Regions from separate parts of the Mus musculus genome. Here region 2 is linked to region 1. The links are chromatin contacts, called in public HiChIP or PLAC-seq maps. All regions are on one chromosome and are shown on one strand. The core of a region is the stretch at or near the end of the contact, and the rest is flanking DNA. Distances in the headings are between cores, read along the strand shown. Region 1 overlaps 3110039M20Rik (RIKEN cDNA 3110039M20 gene). Region 2 has its middle 30 kb from the start of Gm34745.

Region 1 (7,076 bases), core at 1,729-4,228:
AATCCCAGGACTTCCAGTGTAGAGATCCTAAATATTATCAGGCCTGAAGACTGTTTAACCTGGGTTCCAGTGATAGGTTGGATAGAAGAATTTGAGGTTGTGTGGGGATAAAATATGACTTGTAGGGGTGCTTAGTAGCATCCAGCAACTTTACCTACCAGATGCCAATGACACCCCAACCCCTGTAGTTGCTATAATTAACTTTTTTCTGTAGATAAAAACCAAAACATCTAGAGAGGATGGATACAGTAGGAGGACAAATTCACTCATAGTTGAAAATCGCTTTGAATGAATGTAGGTATAAATGCTAAATGCCAAACACAACTTGAGCCCAGCCAGTATCTCAATCTCAATCTCTCGGTCTCAGTCTCTAGCAATATCTCAAGATTTATTCCCACACATCTACATCAGTCCTCTCCATGGCTGCTGGTAGTGAAGAATAAGTGGGAAGTAATATGATTCTAGGGTAATATAGCTCTCTATGTATTTGAATATATGCTCATGTTTGGGTTTATCATTTCAGTGTACACAAAGAGTCAGGGATTCGATGTTAACTTTAATGAGAAGCCTTTTCTAGCAATATCATGCTCCAGAATTTGACCTGAATCTTTTCTTATTCCTCTTACATTTTCTTTATGTTCGGTATTTAGATAGAATCATTCAAAAGTAAGTATGAGAGGGTTGAAGAGATGGCCCAGAAGTTAAGGGCAAATGCTGCTCTTCCAGAGAACCCTGTCTGGTTCTCAGCACCATGTTGTATGTAGCTCACAGCCGCTTGTAACTCCATCTTCAGAGAGATCTGTATTCCTCTGGCTTCCATGTGTACCTTCATTCACGTGAACATGCTCCATGCATACAACTAAGTATTAAAAATTTTATAGAAATGTGCCAATAATAAGGGTCCTGTAAGTTTTGCTACACATTCATCTGTGTGTTGATTTTTCATATCCCACACTCAATACCACCTTATTCCTCACATACAAACAGCTTACATGCTCCCAGTCCTCACATGTGACGTATGAAGGACAAATTTATTTTACATGAAAAATGGTCCTAATTAATCCTTCCTTTACTTACAGTATTATATTTCTGTTTAAAAATGGCAGGACTACAAATTTATGTGAGGCAATCATTTTCTGACTGTCTTCACTATGCCAGACACTGAACATTGCTTGGTAGCTATTTCTATCAATTTACATTTCATTATTTATGCCCAACTAGATTGTAAGTTCCCAGAGGATAGGAACAGGTTTTATCTGTATCCCTCTGGCACCTTTTAATAATGATGCTAATAAATATGCTTTACATTTGATTAGCAATTATAACCTTTCAAATTAGTTTCATGCTTATTAGCTCATTGGTTATATAATTTCACTATTTTACAATCAATGAGAGTGGGACCTAAAATGCTCTAGGGAACAGTCCATGGATTACACAATTGGTGCTCAGTAGAATATGTTCTTAATATATATCGACTGACTGAATTTAGACTTACAAATTTCCAAACCTAAAATTGCTTGCCTGGTTATAAAAATATGTTTATGATATTCAAAAGATAAGTGTTATTCTAAAGAACAAGAATCATTAAATGATGCAAAAGACACAACAAAGAAAGTGAGTCAGTTTAAAAAGTGTCCAATTGTAATAGAGCAGCAGGAGAAGGTAAGAAATCTTGTCGTTTCTATGAGAGATTAACTTCCTTTTGCAAGGTATTCTTCACCTCTTATTAAAGAAGTAAATTTGTTTTCAAAAGACAGCAAAATGTAAAGGAAATGCCTTAAGATTAACTTCATCATCCTAAAATTCAAAGCATATATATATATATATATATATATATATATATAACCAAGAAAAATATTTCCAAAACTTTAGCCGCTCCCCTTGGGGGCATAGCTTCATAAATAACACCAAGATAACACATATGTGTTTATCTGCCTTTCAGCTGAGTAAGGAAAAAAAAAAACTGCACCCTCAAAGTGAGGGCATCCTGTCTAAGGAAGCCATCCCTTACCCAGCCATTTACTGGGAAGGCTTAAGTGCAGACACTGGTCTAGGCCCCAATGAAGGAAGAGGTCTAAACCTCAGCTGCTGGTGTGAATCCTGGGCCCGCGGTGGAGAAAGGGGCAAGTGAAAAGGTCTGAAAAGTCAGAAGTGATTTCCTTCTCGTTGGGCCTTTTCTTTCAGCCTTGAGCTCCCTTCTGCTCACTTAGGAAGTGAAGGCATTTAAAGAAAGCCGAAACTATATATAAACAACTGGAGAGGAAAAGTTTAAGACATCACCACCAGCCAGGAGGAAGGAGCCTCCCGGTGCCCAAACCACCCTTCAGCCACGTGACTGTTGTGAGAAGAGAGAGAGAGGAGCGAACCCCCCAGGCCGGGGACCGGGCTGGCCGAAGGTCCGGTGAGGACCTGCGGAGGAGGGGCGGTGCCGCTAGACGACCGAGAAGCCCGCCGCCGGAGGGTTCCAGGCCCCGGCGGCGTCGCCGCAGGCCTTCTCCGGGCGCCCGCTCCGGCCTTTCCCAGCGGTTCCTCCTTGCGGAGCCCCGGGCACGCGGCCGGAGGGTCTCCCGGCACTTGGCAGACAGCGCCAGGCGCCTTAGCGAGCTGCGTCCGAGCTCGGGGAGCCAGGGCTGGAGGATGGCTGGGTTCCGCCGCGAGGGTCCTTGGGTCCAGGGACCGTCCAGCGCCAACAGGCCGGGCCGGGAGGCTCCCCAAGGGCCGCGAGGAGAGCGCGGAGGCCCGGCCGGACCGTGGAGCCCGGCGCCCTGCTTCCCGAGGCGCGGTAGAGCGCAAGAGCGCGCGGGCTCGAGTCGCGCCACGCTTTTCAGTCTAAACTGGGAAGAAGATTGTTCCCGAGGTTTTGTTTATCCAGAGACTGAAAAGGGAGAAACTCAAGTCTGTTGGCGTCTTCCCTCGCCCCGCCCTACCCTGAATTAGTTTTGAAAAGCCTGCCCAGCGCAGGAGGGGATGGAGGGAGCAACCCCTTTCCTTTCAGCAACCCTCTCTCTCCCGCCCTCAGTCTCCACACACCCTTCACTAGCTCGGTTCAGGAGTTCGCACAAAGTCCGCCAGAGGATCGCCAAGAGCCCCTATTAACTAAGCCCCAGTAGATGATTGGCTTATGAAAATGGAAGTAGAAAGTCGCTTGCTTGTCACGGTATAATTAAAAATCACTCCCCTTACTAGTCTTAATAGTCAGGGCACTTCCACCACATTGTTTATAAGCTCCGGTAGGATCTAAAGTGAGAAGAGATTCCAGACGAAGTTGCTACTACAAATCCTCCACCTCAGTATTATAGAAACTTCACTTCCATTCCCAAAGGCCAAGCCTAATGACCCCAGGGGTCTGCCAATGGGTCTGTTGCCTGCTTACCTGGAAAGGGAAAGCAGTCAGGGCTCAGAATCTGAACTCAGTATCCTAACTACATGTGGTTATTGACAAAGGGAGGGGGAGAGTGGAGGAGGGAAATGGAAAGGAAAAACAGGGGGAAAAATGTGTTCATTTACACATTTCCTGTGCAGAACAAAAAAGTCCCACCATCAGCAAAAGAAGCCTTTTCCTCCAAAATAGCAGCCAAAGAGGGAAAATTAGAATATGCATAAAACTCCTTCATTTTCATTTGCACAGAGCATGATTTCCGGCACATTCGATGTAAGCTGCGCGATTAATCCCATCGCCTAAACAGTATTTCACTTAGCATCTTTCCAAAACTCACCTAAAGAAAATTACCATCTTCCCACGACCCTTTTTGAGGTACCATTTCCTAGTGTGTCTGCCAATGAGAATTCCCTTGATGGGGTTATAAGTTGGGGTTTCCTAGCCATCCTTTCCTCATTAACTGCGCTACTACACCAGAGCCCCATTTTCCTGAAAGCTAGCTGCCGGCTGTGAAGCCAGGGCTGGAAGCCACAGCCTAATGGAAAGTGTGTTTTAAAAGACAATAAACATGCATTTTTTTTATCCTCTTGCGTCCTGAAAAATCTTTCAAGTTAGCAGTAACCAAGACCTTTGCACATAGACACCTCTGAGCATCTGCCTGTCCTCAAGAATAAAAGAGAATTGCACAACCTTACTCAGAGCAATGCTGTGCCTCGCAAATATTCAGCCAATGGAGCCACTAAATCCCCACAGCATAACCTTCATGTTTTGTTTTGCCAGTTACAACAGATCTGGTTGCACCCTCCTTGAAAAAATTCTTTGTTGGGAAAAACCGTTAGCAACATTTGAAACAATTCATTCTTTTTGACCTGGACTTACTCCTGCCTGTGAAAATGTATGTTTCTTTTATTTAATAGAGTGTGAATAATGGATGGAATTTGTATGTCTTGGCTTACTGCTAAAAGAAAAGCTTCATTCCAGGAAACTCAACTCTAATTCTTCACTCCTCCATGTCCCAGTATGGAAGAAAAATCTATATTTGCTCACAATATAAAGATGCATCTGCAAAGATTTCCTTCAGTATCTGCAGATTTCAAGTAAATCTCAATTACCAGTACTTTAAAAGAAATGCTAATATTTATTTGACTTTTAATTTGCATGAAATAAGCAATGCTTGGTACATTTAGTTTGGCATACATTGGATATGAATAAGCATTTAAATATATGGTTTCTGTTGACTAAAAATTTATTAAGGTATTGGGCTATAGAAGCTTATTAATTTAATTAAATAGGTTTGTAAACTTTACAGGCACAAGAGTATCTGCATACTGGTAACACTAAAATAAATGCTTTCAGTTTTTATTTACATCAAATATCATCACCAGAGAATCATTAAATGTAGTTATTCTCAGTTGCACATTCCAGTTTTGGTTCAGAAGTTCTCAGTCATATAAAATAAAATACAAGATATTAGAAAATAAGTTCTTCCAAAGCCATATTTAGTGAGTATATGTAATCGAATTGAGAGCCATGTTTTAGTAATGATCACTTCCCTTAATTTTCTTACTGAAACAAGTGATAGTTCTATTTCTTAATAAAAGGCACAATTCTTAATAAAAGAACCATGGTAACAAAATATCCTCCTTAAGACATTATTTTGATTGTAATTAAATATGAGATGTTCTTGTTTTATTTTAAGTTGCAGAAGTATATTTACAGAGGAATTGGGGTGAATTCAGTGGGCTATTAAACTCCAAGCATTGAGAAATTCTGAGGTGCCACTGAAATGTGGATCTACTAGCACCCAAATCTGCCACATCCCACTGCAGACGTACAGAGATGCATGAGAACTGAACATCACTGCAGTGAATTTATTCTCCGAAATGAAAGCATCTCTTTCTTTGCTGAAATTTAATGAAATAACGTTCTCACAAACTGGAAATGTTTTCATTAAAATGAAAAGGCTATGAGGAAATGTAAAAGGGTGCTCAGTCTCCTTCCATAAACAGCAAAGATCACAAAGAACTAAAGCAATGGGGGCTGTGCCTGTCCCCTCCCTTGCTTCCTTCTTTTAATATTTCTGTTGTGGATTGTGTGTTCACTGAGGTTTGAAGGAAATATCTCACATAAATAAATAAATAAATAAATAAATAAATAAATAAATAAATAAATAAATAAATGTTTCCAGAACACAAACTGGCTACTGATATTTATGTCTTTGTTTTTGTTTTCTGTTTGTTTGTTTACCTTTTTAAGAGTCTAGGGTCTGCTTTATTGTACATTGCTAGGGTCACATGCATGCAGCTAATCTTACACCAATCCATCCTGTGACTCAGATCTCTCTTCATGTGGCCATAGGTGCTGAACTGACAAGGGATTTCTACCTTAGTGTCTGTTTTCCTTTCCCACAACTGCCCTTCCTCTCCTAACCAGCTGCCCTCTCTTCTCAATAAAAGGGGGCAATAATAAACCACCTGCTTGAGAATTAACATGTGTCTGAATGCCAAATGCTAAAATGCTAAATGCCAAATCTAACCCCATACCTTTTAATTCCTTCATTTTATTTCATTTCCCTTTTTGTGGAGGGTGAAAGTGGTGTTCAGTAGACAGGAAGAATATTAGACTGAGATGATGTTAGAGTAGTTTAAGTGTAGACCTACTAACAGACTTTTTCCACCTAGGACTGAGCTACCATTTGCTCAACCAACATGGATAGATGCCAGAGAAGCATCTCTTGTACATGGAGAAATGGGTTTTGCTTTCCTAGCTAGACCACGGGCGAAGACTACTACCACTAAATCTACTTTCTTTAATCTTCTTTACATCTGCCTGTTCCTAAAGCAATCAAAAGAATTCATTCTGGGGTGGGAAGAGATACTGATGCTAAGATGCTATGTCTAGCTTTACAGAGTAGATCCATGATCTCTGACTTCACTGGACACTTAAAACTCTTATTAATTTCCTTGGCTTTGTGAACATAGTTTCTAAATACCATGACTTTGCTACTGACCATAAGTGATCTAGGGAGATGATACCCTAGTCCTCCACTCAAGAACCCTTCACATGTCTACCTCTGTTCCAGACTGCTTTAAGAATGACATACATCTTCAGGGGAACATGTCCATAGCCACGATGGAGTCTGAATATAGAAGCACTCAGTAACATTTACCAGGACCTACTAAGGGAGTCTTTCTTCAGAAACTTGAGTTTATCTAGACAGAAATCATTCGTGAGCAAAACATGAACTTGGCTGAATGCTCAACCTCCCATGTAACATAAATCTAAGGCTGAAGTGGGTTTGATTTTCTTCCTGCTAGCCTTAGAATTATTTTAAGTTAACTTCTGCTATGGAACTTAAGTTTGTCATTATTAATAGTTTATTTGGCAACATTGTTGCAGGTTTGTTACTTTTCTTGTTGTGGTTGTTATAGTATTCACTGGGAGTTTAGGAAGATTAGTCAGATTAATTAGTTTATTGGTAATTTAAGGCTGAGAACTAGTAATTAAGCCCAAACTATAAATGATCATAGATGATTCATAACGATGTAGAATTTAGAAGGAAGAAAATCTAAATTTTGGACACCAAGTTTTTGCATCTGTGAAATAACGAGGACTTGGGAGATCAAGACTATGATAACTGATATATATTTTAGTCACCCAATCACTCCCCCCCCCAGATTATCAGTAATCTGTTTGA
Region 2 (7,076 bases), core at 1,275-3,774, 1.8 Mb before region 1:
TTAATGACAGGCAATTGCCATAGCAACTGGCTGCCACCTGTCTCTCACATACCAGCTCTATCTGCTCTGAAGCAAAACAAGAGATACTACAAAGTCAATTGTGGAACCACAAGCCTGAAGAATGAAGAAAAAGCTATGTTGATATTAATAACTTAGCTAGAGGCATGCACGGTTCATTGCAAAGTATTAAACAACAACAAAACAGAACCTGGTATGTTAAAAAAAAATGAACAGAGCCAAAGTGAGGGAGGGCCATGGTGAGAGAAAGAGGTTTAGAGTTGGAGAGCACGGTTTGAATCTAAGCTTCTCTGCCGATGGGTTGAGTGGCTCTGGGTAAATGATGTAAACTTGCATAAGCATCAAAGGGTCAAACTCAGAGACTTTTCGGGAGAATTCCAATGAGATAATAATGTCTGTAAAGCAGTCATCCCTAGCTGAGCTCGCTGTCAGTGGCAGCTGTAGCACATGCCAAGGGCGGTGCATGCTGATGCTGACAGCACATAGGATCACTGCTCAGGGGATCCAGGCCCCTCTAAGCTCTCCCCTGCACTTTGTATGTATGTAGGCACAGGCACAGAGTCATCAGACAGCTTGAGTCTATCATCTTGCCGTTCTCCACAGTAGCAATGCATTCTCAGTATCACAGTTCAGCAGGTCATTTAGTCTTCTTAATGACACGATACAGACAAACCTCAGTGACAGCTAAAATTAGTTTTCCTTTGAGTCTCTTTGATTATGTCTCTAACCCTTTGAGCACTCCTTTTACCCCCTAAGTCCTGGTATTGTACAGGGGCCAATTAGAGATGTTAACCATCCTACCCACAGTACCAGCATTCTTTGGCATTGGGGTGGTGAAGATGTACTAATTTTGACCCATCTGCTAAAGAAAGTCCCTAATAACTTGACCATATATGTATGCATGTATACACACACACACACACACACACACACACACACACACACACACATACACACACACATTTATATGTTAATAAGAGCACTAAAGCTGGGTTAACATTGAACCACATTGTCAGTGTGCAGTTTAAAATTCATATACATTTCTCCAAAGTTAATCATTGTCTGATTTCCCTCTAGTCATAGTCAGCCTAGGCCCACATGCCCCTTGGCACGCCCTTTCTGCTGACCAGCACATTTGAGTCTTTTAGTCTGTCTTCTCTTAGCTTGTGGATCTCCGGCTTTCTGTCTAACTTTAGTATTTAGGGGTTCGGGCCTCATCCTCATTCTTTGAATGCTGTGGCAGCCCACTAGCTGGTCTCTGTTATTTGTGCGCTATACTTCCTCAGCACGACTTTATAGGATGCTAACGTAATCACGTTGCAGTCCTTAAAAAGGAATGTTCAGTGCATATTCTAACTATGCTGGTAAGCCTCCACCATCTACTTCTGTTCCTCTTCCAGTCACATGGGCCATTGCTGTGGCTTTCCCTGGGGGATACCAGCCCACATCATGCCAGTCCATTCTTGACTTTGCTCAGGCTTGCTTCTAGCAAAGTACCTTCGTGGTTTTTTTTTTTTTTTTTTGTCTGTTTCGAGACAGGGTTTCTCTGTGTAGCCCTGGCTGTCTTGGAACTCACTTTGTAGACCAGGCTGGCCTCGAACTCAGAAATCCGCCTGCCTCTGCCTTCCGGGTGCTGGGATTAAAGGTGTGCACCACCATGCCCAGCGTACCTTTGGTTCTTGCTTACTCTCAACTCCCACCCAGCTGTTATCTCTCATTTAAGGATCGACTGCTCCTCCTTTTACTAGAAATTCTAACTACACCCAGTGTAAGATGCTTTACACTGCTCATAGCTCTGTGATTTAAAATACACTTCCTTCTTCCTTCTTAGAATGCTTGAGTCTGTGGTAAGGTCTAGGCCCATCATTTCTCATGTCTTTAGGCTCCACTAACACAGCAATAAATGCAAAGCACACATTTGTCATGTGTCTGAACAACGTAGTACTTTAAAAACTGCTGCAGTGAAAGACCCTCTCTGCAACTGTGCTCTTGCTCCGTCCTGGGTTGTCACACAGAAGCCATGGACGTGTCGATGTATGGCATCCAGCCGTGAAGTGCAAGTCCTCTCAGAGCTCTCATTGTTACACAAGCGGCATGCAAAAACAGCTGTATGGTTACAAACCAGGCTATAAGGTTATATACTGGGAATTTCCATACTTAGTGGGAAAGATCATCAAAACATACAAAGTGAGGAAGAGAAAATGTTTAATATGAATGGTCGTTTCTTGTAGGTGGAAGTGTTACAGTTTTCGTATGTGTGTGTGTGTGCATGTGTGTTCATTCTAAATGCTTTATGAAGATTCTGCATTATACAATCAACATTTTTATAGTAGTTGCCATAAGTGTGAAGTAATTTTTCAAGAAGGCAAGAAATCTCTTCTTTGCTTGCCTATATTCTCATGGTTCCAGCAGCCTCCTTTGCTGTGGTATCTGAACATTTCTGGCTGCAAGTCACCATTTATTGCCACTAGATGTCACCAAACTACTTGCAATATTAGTGTAGATGCCCTGTGCATATTCAAACAGTTAAAAATATTTAAACACCATTATTCAGTGTTCTTTGGTGTCACACAAAGCATTCAGAATTTGAAGAATTAGTAAGAAAAGGCACATTACATAATGTTCTGCTTCTTATGTAACAGGTGAGGGCTACATGAATCCCTTGGTTTTATGTAATTCATATTTTACTGACTTCTTAATATGATTGGGAGGGGAAAATTGACACGAGAGTCTTGTTTAAATGTAGGATTATTTCCAGTTGATTCCAAGCACTTTTTTTTACATAATATATAGCAAAAACAGAGGCCAGCACCCCAAAACTCCTTCCTGAGAAGTGTTTTCCTTGAGCTGAACGCAGCTTCCGCCACAGCATCTGTAGCTCTTGGGATAATGAATCAAAACATAGCACTGGGATTCTTTCTGGAACATGTTAATTATTACAAAGCAGTTTAAAATTCATTTGGTGCTTCAGGAAGCAAAACCAATAACCTCTTCTCGAGGAACTGAAGAAGGCATCTCTTTAGCAAAGGGCAACTGAGAGCCATGTCTTTAAACGTTTGAACCTATTTACTGGGTAGGTTCAAAACCGGTCTTTTTTTCTGATTGGCTCTGTTAACAGCTAAAGTGAAGGGTTTAAGGCAGCTTGTTTCCAATCATTTTTGTTGAGAACGAAAATGAGAAGCCAATCAAAAGGCGTTTAAGTTAGGCAGTGGGTTTTGGGAAAGAAGTCTGTGCATTCCCTCCTGCTACTTCTCTCTACTGTGGAGTTCAGTGTTGAAATCATGGCATGTTATCCACCTTAAGCTTCACCATGGGAAAAGGGGCCAACACACAATAGCCTTTTAAGCAAAAATATAACTGAACCGGCCTGGTTGTTTTCTAGAGGTTTTCAATTGTTACCCATTATAAATCGCACATGTTAAGTCTTATCCACAGTATTGAGGATTTTTGACTATTGTCTAATTATAAGCATTCTATATCACTTTTATTTATTATGACATATTCTCTGCACGAAATTAAAAGGCAATAAGGATCATTAAGTCTAACTAAGTTTATTTACAGGGAAAAAAGCTACCATTAACAATAAGGAGGAAACTAAACCAACCCAGCAGCCCACACATCTCAGTTTATGAGACATTTTTAAAAGAGATCGTGGTACCGATCATTATATTTCAGATGCTACCAACCCAAAGCAAATAAGTCTACACGTCACCGGGGATTTTTAACTTCCACTAGTCTGACTCTAGTGAGGTTAGTATAACAAATGCCATCTTTACTTTATTTTGTGCAGAAACTATGAATTTTAAGCACTAGGAAAATAAGTATCATGAAAAACAGAATAGCCTCATCACGATGGGGCTCCAGGTTCTGTACTCGTTTATCAGGTACAACTTGACACTTGTGTGGATTGTGCTCCGAGCCCTGTTTCATTTGCTACTCATGTGCCATTGTACCACACAGAGAGGTCAGATCTTCTTGCAATATTGTAATATGGAATTGCAATTTGGTTTTTCTGTCCTAGGTGTCTCCTGAAAATTTCTTTACTTAAACCTTTCGTATGAAATATTCATCCGAGCTGCTCTGATATGGTGACAATCCTCAACTGTAAAGTGGAGGAGCCATTTTTGGACGTGTCTCTTCAGATGCTCAGATTTGCTTCTCTCTAGTACTTAAGAAATGAATAGCCTCCATCAGCTACGTATAAGGCCTGATAAGCTCACCCTGTGACACACTTTGTACTGTTATTATTCGGTGTCTTCCTTTCATATGTCCACCAAACGCCTCTAGTTTAGCTCCAAAGCACAGTGCATTTCCTCTGTTATTTTCATATTCACCCTCTCACTGATGCAGCTGATTGCTGCCACTGAAGTAGACAAGAGTTCTACTGGTAGGCTCTCATCCATGAAATTGCAGAGTCTAAGACTAGCTTTACATATTTTGAAATTAAAGTGTGTGTGTGTGTGTGTGTGTGTGTGTGTGTGTGTGTGTGTACATGAGAAAATGTGCTGTGTGAGAGTGTGTGAGAGAGTGTATATGTGTGTGTATGTGTGTGAGAGAGAGTGTGTGTGAGTGTATGTGTACATGTGTGAGTTTGTGTGAGAGTGTGCCTGTGTGTGTGTGTCTCAATTACTTTAAAGACATTTTGCTAATTTGCTGCAATCTTTTGCATCCTGTGTTTTAATGAATGTTCCAGGGAAGAGTTGTAGTGAGAGGTTGGTTTCTCGAAATGAGAGGCATCGGCATTCACAGAATTTGGTCAAAAAGAAGTCCAGCACTAAATTGCATGTTGCTTTGGGTGTCAGCCATGAAAATTTGCTCAGCTCACTGCTGAAGGATATTGAAACACATTTCTCGCCGACATGGCGTCATCTGTGGTGTGGATGGAGCCTTCATGCTGACAAACACTGCGTGAGTGGCTGCTGGAGCCAGTAGGCACTCCTGATGATTAACTACAAAAAATGCTTTTGACTCTGGCTGCTGACAGGAGTGACAGTGCTTTGGCCAGACCGGCCTCCTTCTGGACACCAAAGCGTGTTCCCGTCTTGGTTTTACCATCTGGTTCCAATACAAGCCAGGGACGATGAGGAGAAGAGTCTGTTAGAGAGGCAGCAATAGACTAATTCTTTTGGCAGTTTCATCTTTCTCTGATCAATTAAAAAGAAATGTACATAGGCCAGCGGAACAAAGCAACAGCTTCTGCAGTTTTGGTTTGGCAAAGGTCTTTTGAGCGTTTTCTGAATGCAAGGGGTCTGCATGGGTCACCGTATGCTTCATTATGGTAAAGGTGGGTAAATAGTGAGCTTCTGCAATGGAACTGAAGCTTACCCATGGTGCTGCAAGAATACCAGTGTTGCATTTTATATGACTCACTTCCTTCTAGGCAGCTCTAAATATATTCAGTCGGTGTAAGAATACTTAGCCCCGAGGATACTAAAAGCAGCAGAAATAATTCAAACTCGATATCCTTATTTGAAGTGTGTGTGACCAAAGGTATTTTAGATTTTACATTATAAAAGTTTGAGAGATGTCTAGAGTCATGAGGTACCTTGGGAATGGGACTCAAAACTATTTGCTGGTCTGGTGCTGGAGAGATGGATCAGGGGTTAAGAGCACATGCTGCTTGTGGGGTTTGAATGAAGATGGCCCCTGTAAGCTTATGTATTTTAACTCTTAGTTCCTTTGGATGGAACTGCTTGAGAAGGATTAGGAGGCGTGGCCTTGTTGGAGGAAGGTGTGTCCCTGGGCTTGGGCTTCAAGGTTTTGAAAATCCATTCATTTGCCGGTTAATCCTTTCTTTCCTCTCACATTCGGAGAAGGATGTAAGCTCTTCACCCTTCAGCACCATACCTGTTTACTGCCATGCTCCCTGCCATGATGGTACAGACTCATCCTCTGGAAGTGTAAGCTCCAATACAACTCTTTCATAAATTGCCTTGGTTATAGTGTTTTGTCACAGCAATGAAAAGTAACTAAAACATTGCTCTTCAGAGGACCTGAGTTCAGTTCCTGGCACCCAGACAGGGAAGCTCACAACTGCCTATAACTCCAGTCCTAGGGGATCTGACACCCTTTTCTGGCCTGCATGGACACTGCACATATTATGGTATACATACAAAGGAGGCAGGTTCTTATACACATAAAACAAACAAACAAACAAACAAACAAACAAACAAGTCACCGATGCTTCATATCCTCTCTGCACACATAGCCTGAAGGTAACCCCATGATACAGTTCTAATTTTTTTTGAGACAGTCTTGCAGGCTTGGAACTCACATAGATCAGGCTAGCCAGGAACAGAGTTCTGCCTGCCTTTGGCCTCCAAAAGCTGGGATTAAAGGTGTGTGCTACCACATCTTGCTTAAAATGTCAATTTAGCTTAACTTAAAAATTGTTTGTGTTTATAAATTTATACAGGGTCTACATTAAAAATGTTAGCAGGGTCTGGAAAGTTCAGGGTGGCTTTGAGTTTGCTGTGAGGCTCAGGATGACCTTGAACCTCTGGTCCTGCCTCCATGCCTGGTTGAGGCAGTGCTGGGGTGCAAGTCGAACATTCTGCCACTCGACTTACATCCCAAGCCCCTACATAGTATTTTCACTACACCTGTGTTTGGATTGAGACTTTTGACAGGAGATCTTGTATGGAATTCTCACTTAAGATATCGTGTTGGTGCTCAAAAGTTGGGTTTTTGAAATTTTCAGATACTGAATTTTTACATCAGGGATGCTCAACCTATAATAATATTTTTTGTGAGGCTTTATAATTTCCCAAATGTATTCAACTAGAATATTTCTTTACAGACGTTTTACACAGCTAGATGAACAGATAGTATTTTTTATGCTTGCAATTAGCATACACGGAAACAGACTCAGAGATACTAAATAATGTATACAAAGTCACAGAGCTGGTGGTAGGGACAGAGGTAGGCTGGAAACTGGGGTGGAGAAGCTCTCCCTCTGGGGACTGCACTTTCCATTGTCTGGTGTTGTTTTATGTCCTCCTGACAATAGTTCCATGGTTCAAAAAAGGTCAGACCCATCTCAACCTGAGAACATGGGG

What was found. HiChIP or PLAC-seq counts read pairs in DNA pulled down with a chosen protein or histone mark.
Region 2: an H3K27ac HiChIP or PLAC-seq map of VIP interneurons shows a contact between it and region 1, with 19 times the contacts expected there. The contact joins two enhancer-like sites. A contact is called at or near these places in 13 of 39 promoter capture datasets (the 3T3-L1 cell line, 3T3-L1-derived adipocytes, the HPC-7 cell line and 8 more), 1 of 15 datasets of contacts at CTCF or cohesin (stem cell-derived epiblast-like cells), 5 of 484 Hi-C or Micro-C datasets (cerebellar granule neurons, cortical neurons and stem cell-derived motor neurons) and 4 of 115 datasets of contacts at active chromatin or transcription factors (SST interneurons, VIP interneurons, embryonic basal ganglia and 1 more).

The regions. Positions count from the first base shown.
Region 1 is chr12:49,397,038-49,404,113 of GRCm38.p6, reverse strand. All of the region lies in intron 2 of 3110039M20Rik (RIKEN cDNA 3110039M20 gene), which reads right to left. Among named protein-coding and RNA genes, the nearest start is that of 3110039M20Rik, 11 kb to the right of the region's middle. Within about 2 kb of position 2,978, at least 122 of the 459 cell types and tissues checked have an H3K27ac peak or open chromatin away from gene starts, as enhancers often do. A contact at or near this core is called in VIP interneurons, cortical neurons and hippocampal neurons, where this site is marked.
Region 2 is chr12:51,183,844-51,190,919 of GRCm38.p6, reverse strand. No RefSeq gene overlaps it. Among named protein-coding and RNA genes, the nearest start is that of Gm34745, 30 kb to the right of the region's middle. Within about 2 kb of position 2,524, at least 15 of the 459 cell types and tissues checked have an H3K27ac peak or open chromatin away from gene starts, as enhancers often do. A contact at or near this core is called in VIP interneurons, cortical neurons and hippocampal neurons, where this site is marked.